Linked DNA regions of Mus musculus: region 2 is linked to region 1. Evidence: chromatin contacts called from public HiChIP or PLAC-seq data. All regions are on one chromosome and are shown on one strand. The core of a region is the stretch at or near the end of the contact, and the rest is flanking DNA. Distances in the headings are between cores, read along the strand shown.

Region 1 (5,529 bases), core at 1,482-3,981:
GCGTCCACTGGTCCAGGGGGCCAGGTAGACAGACTAGTCCAACCCCTCTCCACACCTCACTCACCCATTACCGGCCTAAGTCCTTTTAAAAGCCTCAGACTAAGTTCAAACTGTTTCCCATTTTCAGGGACCAGTCCCTGCTAGAGTGAGCTCTGCTTTCTCTTAACCTTCCCCCTACTAATCACTCTGACTCCTGAACTAAAGCCCATCTGAGTTGAGAGAAAGGCCTCCATCAAACTTAAAGACACCACATCACCAGCACTGGGAAGACAGAGATAACCCCTGTAGATAGCTCAATCTGTGAGCCCCAGGTTCAGGAAGAGACCTGGCTTTAAAATAAAATGGAAGCCGGACGGTGGTGGTGCACACCTTTAATCCCAGCACTTGGGAGGCAGAGGCAGGCGGATTTCTGAGTTCGAGGCCAGCCTGGTCTACAAAGTGAGTTCCAGGACAGCCAGGGCTATTCAGAGAAACCCTGTCTCAAAAATAAATAAATAAAATAAAATGGAGGCTGGGCATGGTGCTGTACACCTTTAATCCCAGCAGTGGGTAGACAGAGGTCAATGAATCTGTGAGTTCAAGGCCATCCTTGTCTACAGAGTGAGCTCCAAGCCAGCCAAGGCTACTATAGAGAGACCCTGAAATGATCGTGACCATCGCACGGCTTCAGAAGGACCACACCAGGTCAAATAATCCCACAGGAGGTTTACTGGGAGACAGAGGGGCAAGGTAGCAGTGGAAAGAGAATGGGGAAAAAGAGGGGGGGGAGGGGAGGGGAGGGGAGGGACCGGGAGGCCTTTCTTTTGATATATAGATGATGACGTAATCACACAGGTAAAGGTGGACGGTGATCCAAGTGGGTTCTGGAAATATGGTGGCTGTTGCCTTGGCAACAGGTGTGCAGGATCCACCTATATGATGTCATGGGTTTCAGAGGTCCTGATACCAACAGACCCTGTCTCAAAAACCAAAATTAATGAACAAATGAGGGCTGGGAAGATAGCTCAGTGGTCAAGCATTTGCTGTGCACATAGTAGGACCCAGCATCCACATTAAGCTAGGAGGGTGTAGGGGGCCCATCTGTGCTCATCATGTACCAGAGCCAGAGAACTGCTAATTCCTGGAGCAAGTAGCTAGCCAGAGTAGCCAAAAAGGCATAGAGACCTTGCCTCAAAATAAAAGGTAGAAAGCAATCAACGAAAGCACCTAACATCAACCTTGGGCCTCTCATGTACTCTCATGCACACATCCAGGCCATGTACAACACACACATATGCAGAAGAAAAAAAAATCAATGGCAGCTGTGGAATATCACCACACACTAGCTAGCTCCGTACCTAGGGGGATAAAGCAGGATCACTGCAAACTCAAAGCTAGCCTGGGCTACACAAGAGGTTTCAAAAAAACCTGACTGATATAGATGGATGGATAATAGATAGGCAGATAGGGACTGGAGAGATGGCTCAGCGGTTAAGAGCACTGACTGCTCTTCCAAAGGTCCTGAGTTCAAATCCCAGCAACCACATGGTGGCTCACAACCATCTATAACAAGTTCTGATTCCCTCCCTCTTCTGGAGTGTAGACAGCTACAGTGTACTTACATATAATAAATAAATAAATCTTTAAAAAAATAGATAGGCAGATAGATGCATACATACATACATACATACATACATACATACATACATGTAGAATTAAAGCTCAGAGTGACCACATCAATAGTGTAGAATTTAAACAATAAAAGTGCTGATGTGTGACAAGAGCAGAAGGCTTTCTGGGTCCTGCTTTCAGTAGAGTGTGCTGAGGGTGGACGGCTTCTGATACTTCTCTGACACGTGACTGCTCCATAGCTAAGCTCCTGGGGCTTGTTTTGTGAACTTCATCACCCTTTACAGTGTGTTCAGGTTTTACGAGGGGAACATTGGGGATATGCCTTTCCTGTTTTTATAAACCAAGGTGGGTCTCCAATTCCGGGTCATCTTCCCTCAAGAACTGAAATTACAGGCTTGTTTGTGTTAAACTCTGTTGTTTTCGTACTCTGAAGAATTCAGCAGGAAGAGCGTCGGGGAAGGATGCAGGGTGGAGACAGCAAACTGCTATCCAAGAGTGAGCAGGGTAGGACAGAGACGTGCCTGAGGGCAATGTCTTGTCGAAAAATGAGAGCTGTCACAATTAGCCACCACCTACTGCATCCTCACAGGGACTCTAGCCTGGTGTACCCAGACAAGCTAATTCGTTTCATGAGGAATCAATAATCTAAGTGGCCATTAAAGCTGTCTTGATTTTTTTAATGTTGGGAGTAAATTCAAATTGTAAAAACTACAGTGTAACTAGAATGCAGCGGCTGTGACATGTCCCCAGGCTGCCAATTTTCCCAATGAGAAATGCTCAACCTGCTAAACTAGCCCCACCAGAGGCTGAGCAAATGTGCTTCATTCGAGTCCTTCTTTCCTAAAACGTTATGTTTTGGAAAACTCCAGATACGCTGACATCATATTTATAATTATGAGCGTTTAATGAGAAAAGTAGCATCATTTGAGTAGGTAGTTGGGAAGGGCCTGACTTTCTGAAACAAGGCCAGGGATACTGTCACCTAACTGGAGTATAACAGATTTTTTTAGCTACAGGCAAAACACATTTTCTTTCCCAGGGCAGTTGAGTTAGAAGATTAGCCTCCCTTGCTTACTAAGAGAGGAAATACTTCTTCCTCTACTCAGGGCAGCTGTAACCAGTTCTCCCAGAGAAATCATTAAACCTGAAGGATCCTAGCACAGAGCCCAGAAGACGTGGCCGCCCTTCTTCCAGTCTCCCAGCTTCCCCGCTGATTCAGCGCAGGCACCTTTCGGGGGTAAGTGTTTGTTTGCTCGTTCCCCCCACCCCCACGCCAAAGCTTCACCCAATCCTCCCTACCACTCCCAGGCAAGTGAGTCAGACAGACCGTAGGTAAGAAAATCAATGTAAATCCTTTTATCTAGATCTCATTTGAATTGGCATTTGGCTTATTGTGAAGGCTTATTCAAATTAGAGAGAAAATAGAAGCTGCTCCCTACATTTCCGAAGGGAATCAGAGCCTGGTGTGTCTCGGAGAAAAAGATGGAGAGGTTGTCTTCTAGCCACCACCCTCCCCCCTACCCCCACCCCACCCCACCCCGCCATCCTCCAGGCTCGGTTCCTCTAGGGAATAATGAAAATTAAAAGCAAGAATTTAGACAAGGCTTTGTCCTAGGTGGCCTTTAAGAATTCTTGGTTTAACTGGAATAAAAATGACGCTATAAGGCAGGGCTGCATGGCTTCCCCACGCAAACCCCTAGGGCCACTAGATCTGTGTCTGTGACTCCATTTCCATCATGGGAAGATTTGCACGCTTCCAGCCTCACCGTGCAATCAAATAAAGACCCGAACCCTCATCCAGCCCTGTTTGCCACGAAGCAGTGGATCCATGAAAGGGTCCTTACATATGCGGTCGTTAGCACCCTGAATAACCGGAAAGAACGAAAAGGTGAGTCCCTTACTCACAATCAACTCCTTTGTGAGAAAATGCCCCTTAGACTGTTTTTCTTTTTTCTTTCAAACAACTACAGTATAGTTCGGTTTGATCACAAACAAAAATTAACATGACCGCCACTTATATTCTCCCAAACATCTATTTCTGAAGCTATCATCAGTACTTGGGAATTTAGAACAAGTAAGCTGCCATTTTAACATCAGGCAAGGAAAGGAAAGAGTCATGACATCCTTGATCATATAAAAAAGATGGAAACTAAGTTGCTAACCCCAATATTTTCCTAGTAGGACATGGGGTAGGAAGAAGAAAATGCCCACTTAAAATCACTGCATTCAATTACTACAAATGCACTTTTTAAAAAGATTTATTTATTTATTTTTATATATATGAGTGCTCTCTCTGCATGTACACCTGCATGCCAAAAGAGGGCATCAGATCACATTAAGGATGGTTGTGAGCCACTGTGTGGTTGCTGGGAACTGAACTCAGGACCTTAGGAAAAGCAACCAGTGAGCTGAGCCATCTCTCCAGCCCCCAAATACACATTTTAAAAAGTATAATATATTCTAATTATCTAAAAGTAAACTTTAAGCATCAATGGAAAAAAAGTTATGTTTATGGGGGGGTCCTCATACCCAAAATAAGAAGATAGGGGTGTTATAGTGTCCCTGAGCCCAGTTGTCCCTAAAGGAAGGTAAGCATACACATATTCCCATGAGACATTCCTTTAACTGCTCTAGCAGATCTTGAAAGTAGTGAAACTGCCCTGAAATCCTTCTGTCTGGTAGAAGCTATTGCTGCCCCTTCCTTCCTCCTACTCAATCAGTTTCATAAGCATCTTTCCAGCAAGGAGAGACACACCCTGACAGGTAAGTCGTTTAAAAGAATGATTCTAGAAATCAGGGTGTTTAGGAATAAACCCCAAAACCCTAGCACTATCAGTAGAAGCTCTCTCTCTCTTTATAAACATTTATCTATTTCTCTCTCTCTCTCTCTCTCTCTCTCTCTCTCTCTCTGTGTGTGTGTGTGTGTGTGTGTGTGTGTGTGGGTGTGTGTGTGACACTGTACACATAGATGGCAGAGGACAACTTCTCTCTCTCTCTCTCTCTCTCTCTCTCTCTATGTGTGTGTGTGTGTGTGTGTGTGTGACACTGTACACGTAGATGGCAGAGGACAACTCTGGATTCAGTTCTCTCCTTCCACCACCTCGGTTCAGAGAATAAAACTCAAATCATGAGCTTGGAGACAAATGCCCTTAACTACTTGCTAAGCCATCTCAACGGACCCAAAGAGGCTCTCCTAACAGATCTCCAGTACATAGACTTACCAATCTAAGCAGTGTCCCAGACAGCCTACAGCATGGCCACTGCAGGATTAATATTCAAGGGTGAAAGGTCTCTAGTACATTTAAACAAGTCAGAGGGGATATTCAAAGCAGGATACAGTGGCACATACCTACTCGAGAGGCCAAGACAAGACAATCATTTGAGGCCAGCCCAGGTAGTAGACTGAGAGAAAACATGAAAGGTGCTTTTCAAACATAACTAACTACAGAGCTTACTAAAGATAGATTTTGTTGTTGTTGTTGTTTTGCTTCATTTTGCTATTTACCATACCAATTTAATTCACTGTATCTTGGGCTAATTTAAAAGCTAAACTAGCATATCTCTACACTCCTGCTTTAGGTGGTAACTAGTATACATTCTGGGTTTCACTGTGTATTGTGTGTAAATTATGCTTGGCATATAGTATAATCCTTAATCCGTGTCTTTTCTCTTATTGCTTTCTCTAGTCTTTACTACTGACTGCTTCCTGTTCTGTCACAAAACAAAAACTGTGTTAAGCAACCGAAACTTCTTGAAATTCTCCTACAAAGCTCCTTTTATGGATAAAACTGAGCATCTGTGTGATGACAGAACACAGGTATTCCCAGGAAGCAACACTGAGTAGCCCACAGCACTAACAATTCCCCCCTACCGCCCTAGCAACCACATGAATCCATCAAATCAGAAGAAAAATATGCC
Region 2 (5,529 bases), core at 1,458-3,957, 230 kb before region 1:
CGGGCCACTTTCACGACCAACCTAAAAGGAAAGCCAATGCTCACCATCCATGCAGAGGGCCCTCAAGGGTGATGTCAATCAAAACTGGTCTATATCTTATATAAGTCGTTGTTTTCTGTTCTTCACAGTCTCTTGAAATGCTGAATTGTTTCCTGACAAGACATCATAGTAATGCTTCCCCCCGCCATGCCCAATTCAAGAAATAAAGTGAACTCAAGTGCAAGTTCTGCATGGAAAGTCTGCTGGGGAAAGGACAGCCACACTGCCTTCTGTGGACAGACTGCCAGGACTTATATCTCCTGGGAGGTAGCTTCCTGCACCTTTACATAAATGCTCCCAGAAACAAGTCAGAACTGCAAACAAGTTCACTCTATTGCTTAGTGCCAAGGTACCTGAGAGACACGGGGACCCAGTTTGTCACAGGACGTCTGAAAATGTTCAGTTTCCATTTCAGTCAAAGAGACAAACAGTAAACCCTGTCCCGGTCGATCCCAAGTTAATTCCCTCTAGTTTCTCTTCTACCATCGTATTAATTGCTTACTTAATAAAATGCTGCGCTAAAATTCGTGAAATCAGATTCTGGCAGAAAATCAAATGAAAAGAGAACTCCTTGTGGCAGCAAGTTGGACATATTCAGCCTCCTGCCTACCTTATTGTGTTTCTGTTGGTGTCTGGCCTTTGTGTCAAGAACATGATAGGGGCTTTCTGAGTCCTGGTTGATGTAATACACCAGTCTTGAAGGCAGTGTGATTTCTTTTTGCACTGCACTGCTGTAGCTGGTATTTCTGCTGCTGCTATTTTGTTGCAATGTGTTGTCTTCATCTGCCAGGACTCCCAGGGTTTTTTCTGCAGTTTCATTCCAGTGCGGAGCTGGGGGGGTTGGGGGGGAGGGAAGCACAAATATACACAAATACACACAGATACATCCAGTAAATATATAAACTCTAAAATACATCTTTCCATTAATTACATTAACAAAGTTTTCTATTGCTAAAAAGTTAGAAAGTGGAGACACCAAAAGACAAGTTACTGTAACAGTGGTTTGGCCTGGATAGGTTACACAACCATGTCCTGTACTCAGGTATATCTTTTCTATCCACTCTTAGAGCCGAACATCTGAACTGTAAGGGGTCAGAAAGCAGAATGCGCTTAGGGAAAAGTCAGCAACTAACATGCTCAAGGGTCCTGACCCTTGTCCCATCCCTCCTCAGAGGATGCAGCAGCTCAACTGTACCCATCTTAACATCACCTCATCTGAGAGCCAAGAACACTCCAGACAAAACTTGGGTCCTGAATTCATGGACACTGAATGTAAAGTGATACTTTCAAATATATTTGTGTGTGTGTGTGTGTGTGTGTGTGTGTGTGTGTGTGTTTATGTGTATTATGTGTGTGTGAATGTAGAAATATATATATGTGTGTGTGTGTATATATATATGTATATACACACACACATATATACATACATATATGAATGATTTCTATTTCTTTCTAACTTTGAGATGAGAAAAAAAACTGTTTTGCCATAAAGGGCTATAGTTGCTGGCAACTTTCCAAATTCTTTCTTTTTTACTGCCAAGGCCAGCTTTCTGCTTTCAGTGACTTCCAATCACCAGTGTGCTCAACATTGTATTATTCTGATTGCTCATTATGACAAGCATTTTGGGAAAACACAGCCAAAGGTCATGCGCAAAGAGTGTCTTGGAGACTTTCATTCTCTGGTCCCCAAATTATGCCTCTCTCACCTTAATTCCAACAGTAGGGACTAAACCTGGTGGGGAATTTGAGGGATCAAGCATTTGTCACTATTATTGCATGCCCCCCACCCCTCCGCATTCATATGAAGGTTCCCCAAGGCAAAAAGCAACTTGCTAGCTCACTGCATCTTCCTGTCACTGGAAGTTACATAGAGAGCGCTAAAGGACTCAGGAGCCACCAAATACCTCTGGGTGGAACCCACAGTCACTGGAATGGGTCTTTAGTGAATGCAACAGAAACGGACTTCCAAAAGTGAACCAGCATGAACCTGGGCTTGGGACGGACAAGGGTGGAGAGGTGGACAGGGAGGCGCTCGAAGGCCAGGCTGGGGACCCACTCGTCCGGGTTACACGCACCTGCGTGCCCTTCTCTCTCCTCCCCAGGGCCCCGCGGGGAAGGCAACGCAAAGGGCACCGGCCATACCCACCGCTGGGCGCAGCGGCCCCCCGGGCACGGGGCCGGGATGAGGTGGCGAGCGCAGGTAGCAGGAGAAGGACGAGGAGCAGGCGGCAGGGCGGCGCGCGGGCCGGCACCGGGCCGGCGGGGCAGCGGCCGGGGCCGCAGGAGGCGCCGGGAAGGCTGCAACCCGTCAGGGTCGGCCGCCGGGAGATGCTGCCGGGCGGCTTCATGGCTCATCGCTCCCGGGCGCCGGTCCGAGTGACCCGCGAGAGAGCCGGGCTGGGCTGCGGGGCGGCTGCGGGCGGAGCCGGTCACGCCGGCTGGGCGCGCATGCTGCGGCCGCGGGCAGGGGTCAGGGGCTGGGGTCTCGGGGACGGCGGCGCGCCGTCCTCTGCTCTTTCCGCCTTTCCGGGAGCGGCCCGCAGAGAGGGGTCCCCGCCGCTCCACCAACTTGGAGCCTCCTCCAGTGGCTGCACCCTCCCAGTGGCGGGCGCGGCCGCACCAGTGACTGCGGGGGTTGCTGCCGGGCCTAAGGATGCTGAGGAGGCGCGCGCAGGAGCGAGCGGCACGGGCACGCGCGGCGCGGGCGCGAGACTCGGGGACGCGCAGCGCGGTACTGCACCCCACCCTCCGGGAGCGCGCCCGAACGGGGTTTCGGGTGCGGATGCTGATGCTCTTGCAGATGCTGATGCTGTAGCCTGCATGGGCCGCGCTGCGCATGCTCGACTGTGGGAGCCCTGGGGGGGGGGGGGGGCAGAGTGATGCAGCATCCCAGGCAGCATCAAAATAGTTGGTGGCACCTCCAAAGACCAGAGGTAGGGGAGAAAGAAGTTTGCAGTCAGGGATGACCCCAAGAGGAAAGTGCAAGGGTTTCCAGGCCTGGGGCAAGCCTGATCTGGCAACAACTTGCCAAGAAAAGCGACCCATCCTCAACACCCACTCCTATACCAACTCTCCAGCGCAAGGAAAACTGAGACTATGCATTTTCCTTCTCAAACCTTTATTTATTTCCTTCCTTCAAATAAAGGGCTGCAGCCAGGGAGGTAAAAATAGCTGTGCTCCTCATAGCAGCGAGTGGGATGACAGTGGGAAGCACTGTGGTGCATCCGCAGGCTGGCGTCTGTGGGCACTGAGCCACTGGGATCCCCTTGCAGGGTCGTGGGTCCTCCCTCCTCGTGCCCATAGGGCTTTGAAGAGAGCTAAATTCAGAAAGTGTGACGGGCCATATTCTGGAATAGAAGAAATACAGAGATTAGAAAGCAACCGTGCAGCTATCTTAGGAAATCTATCGTTTGTCAACCAGCCTTGGGGGTGCGCAGGCATTTCTGAGAACACACTTCTATTTTTGAGATCCAGTCGTATCTTGTGCAGAGAAAGGGGGTATTTTCGCTCAGTGCTGTCAGTTCCCTGGTTTGGGTGGGTTAGCAGCCGCTACTAATTCTGGTGGTTCCTAATTAAAATTTGAGGCCCATTTCTATCACTGGACTCTGGTAACACCAACAGTAACTTATCCACTCTCCCAAGACTGGTCTGAGTAATAACAATGGTGTCTAACTCCATTATTGATATTTAAAATAGAGCTAAGGATATCTACTTGGAAAGGGCTGGGAAGGTTCTAGAAGTGTGTGATTAAAATAACAGTCAAGGCTGTTAGCCACCTTCTGTACCCGAGCTTCACGGAACGAACTTCTGGAGACAGACAAAGATGACAGGCCTGCATGCAGATCTCACACTGCAGAGCGGTTGAGGTGTCAGATATTAATTTTAATCTCTTCTTTCCACATTTGAGCATGAGTATTTATTGGACACATGGATTTAATTAATTAACCAATGTTCGTTCGCATGCACACACACACACACACACTCTCTATGCGAGCAGCAACAGTTTTCATTCACATTGTAACGCTAGGTCCTAACATGCTATCTAAGGACCAGGGAAATCTCTTGGATAATACATGGCCAATGAGTAAGCCAGGAGATTGTCTATAATATACATCCTGAAAAGGGGGTACGGAGACCTCGTAGTGCATGAGGTTAGTGACTTTCCTACTTGCTATCCTTGGCTCTCCATATGCAAATCATTTTTCCCTATCAAAACATGGCAAAAACAGGTGCTGGGGGTGTAGTGTTTACCTATCATGTAAAGGCCCTGAGCACTCCATTCCAGCATCACACAAAAAACTATCTCTCTCTGTGTGTTTGTCTCTCTGTCTGTCTCTGTCCGTCTGTCTGTCTCTCTCTCTCTTTCTTCCCCACCCTCTGTGTGTGTGTGTGTGTGTGTGTGTGTGTGTGTGTGTGTACATGCACTTGCACTCAAGCACACATGAATGTCTGCTATGGCACATGAGGATGTCAAAAGACAACTATATGGAGCGACCCATGGCGCTGGCCACATATGTGGCAGAGGATGGTCTTGTTGGACATCAGTGGGAGGAGAGGCCCTCGAGCCTGAGGATGCTTGATGCCCCAGTGTAGGGGAATGAGAAGGTGGATGTAGGGGAGGTGGGAGGATGGCATTGGGTGGGTGAGGGAGCACCCTCATAGAGGCAGGGGGAGGGAGATAGGGGGTTTCTGAAGGGAAGACCTGGAAAGGGAAAAACATTTGAAATGTAAATAAAGAAAATATCCAAGAAAAGAAAAAGAAAAAGAAAAAAAAAAAAGAAAGTGTTGACTAGACAGAGAGTCAATACATATATTGAACCTAACAATGTGTTCATCATGTAATCAAAAGGACAAATGAGTTAAATCCTTAGGACCTGTATTTAAAAAGCCAGGAACAAAGATAATAATGTAATCCAATGATGAAAAGGTGTAGTCAGGTAGACCTCAGACAGAGTTTAGCTAACTTGGCAAATTCCAGCCAGTAATAGAGTCTTGTAACATAAAGAAAGAAAGAAAGAAAGAAAGAAAGAAAGAGAGAGAGAGAGAGAGAGAGAGAGAGGAGGGAGGGAGGGGGGAGGGAGGGAGGGAGGGAGGGAGGGAGGGAGGGAAGGAGGGAGGGAGGGAGGGAGGGAGGGAGAGAAGGAAGGAAGGAAGGAAGGAAGGAAGAAAGAAAGAAAGAAAGAAAGAAAGAAAGAAAGAAAGAAAGAAAGAAAGAAAGAAGGAAGGAAGGAAGGAAGGAAGGAAGGAAGGAAGGAAGGAAGGAAGGAAGCTGGGCGTGGAGGCACATGCCTTTAATCCCAGCACTTGAGAGGCAGAGGCAGGCAGATTTCTGAGTTTGAGGCCAGCCTGGTCTACGGAGTGAGTTCCAGGATAGCCAGGGCTACACAGAGAAACCCTGTCTCGAAAAAAAAAACAAAAACAAAAAACAAAAAAAAAAGAAAGAAAGAAAGAAAGAAAGAAAGAAAGAAAGAAAGAAAGAAAGAAAGAAGA

Evidence for each region. HiChIP or PLAC-seq counts read pairs in DNA pulled down with a chosen protein or histone mark.
Region 2: a contact with region 1 is called in an H3K4me3 HiChIP or PLAC-seq map of neural tube, with 2.9 times the contacts expected there. The contact joins the promoter of Adam23 here to the promoter of Gpr1 in region 1. A contact is called at or near these places in 4 of 39 promoter capture datasets (the 3T3-L1 cell line, hippocampal neurons and neural stem cells), 8 of 484 Hi-C or Micro-C datasets (the N1E-115 cell line, cerebral cortex, cortical neurons and 2 more), 9 of 115 datasets of contacts at active chromatin or transcription factors (craniofacial prominence, embryonic basal ganglia, embryonic stem cells and 3 more) and 1 of 9 other capture datasets (pancreatic islet).

Annotation. Positions count from the first base shown.
Region 1 is chr1:63,211,483-63,217,011 of GRCm38.p6, reverse strand. It overlaps Gpr1 (G protein-coupled receptor 1), which reads left to right and starts at 2,731. Exons shown (of 3, transcript NM_146250.2): 1 at 2,731-2,848. It also overlaps a transcript of Zdbf2 not described here.
Region 2 is chr1:63,443,069-63,448,597 of GRCm38.p6, reverse strand. Adam23 (a disintegrin and metallopeptidase domain 23) reads right to left here and starts at 2,707. Exons shown (of 26, transcript NM_011780.3): 1 at 2,186-2,707; 2 at 650-870. The coding sequence starts at 2,387.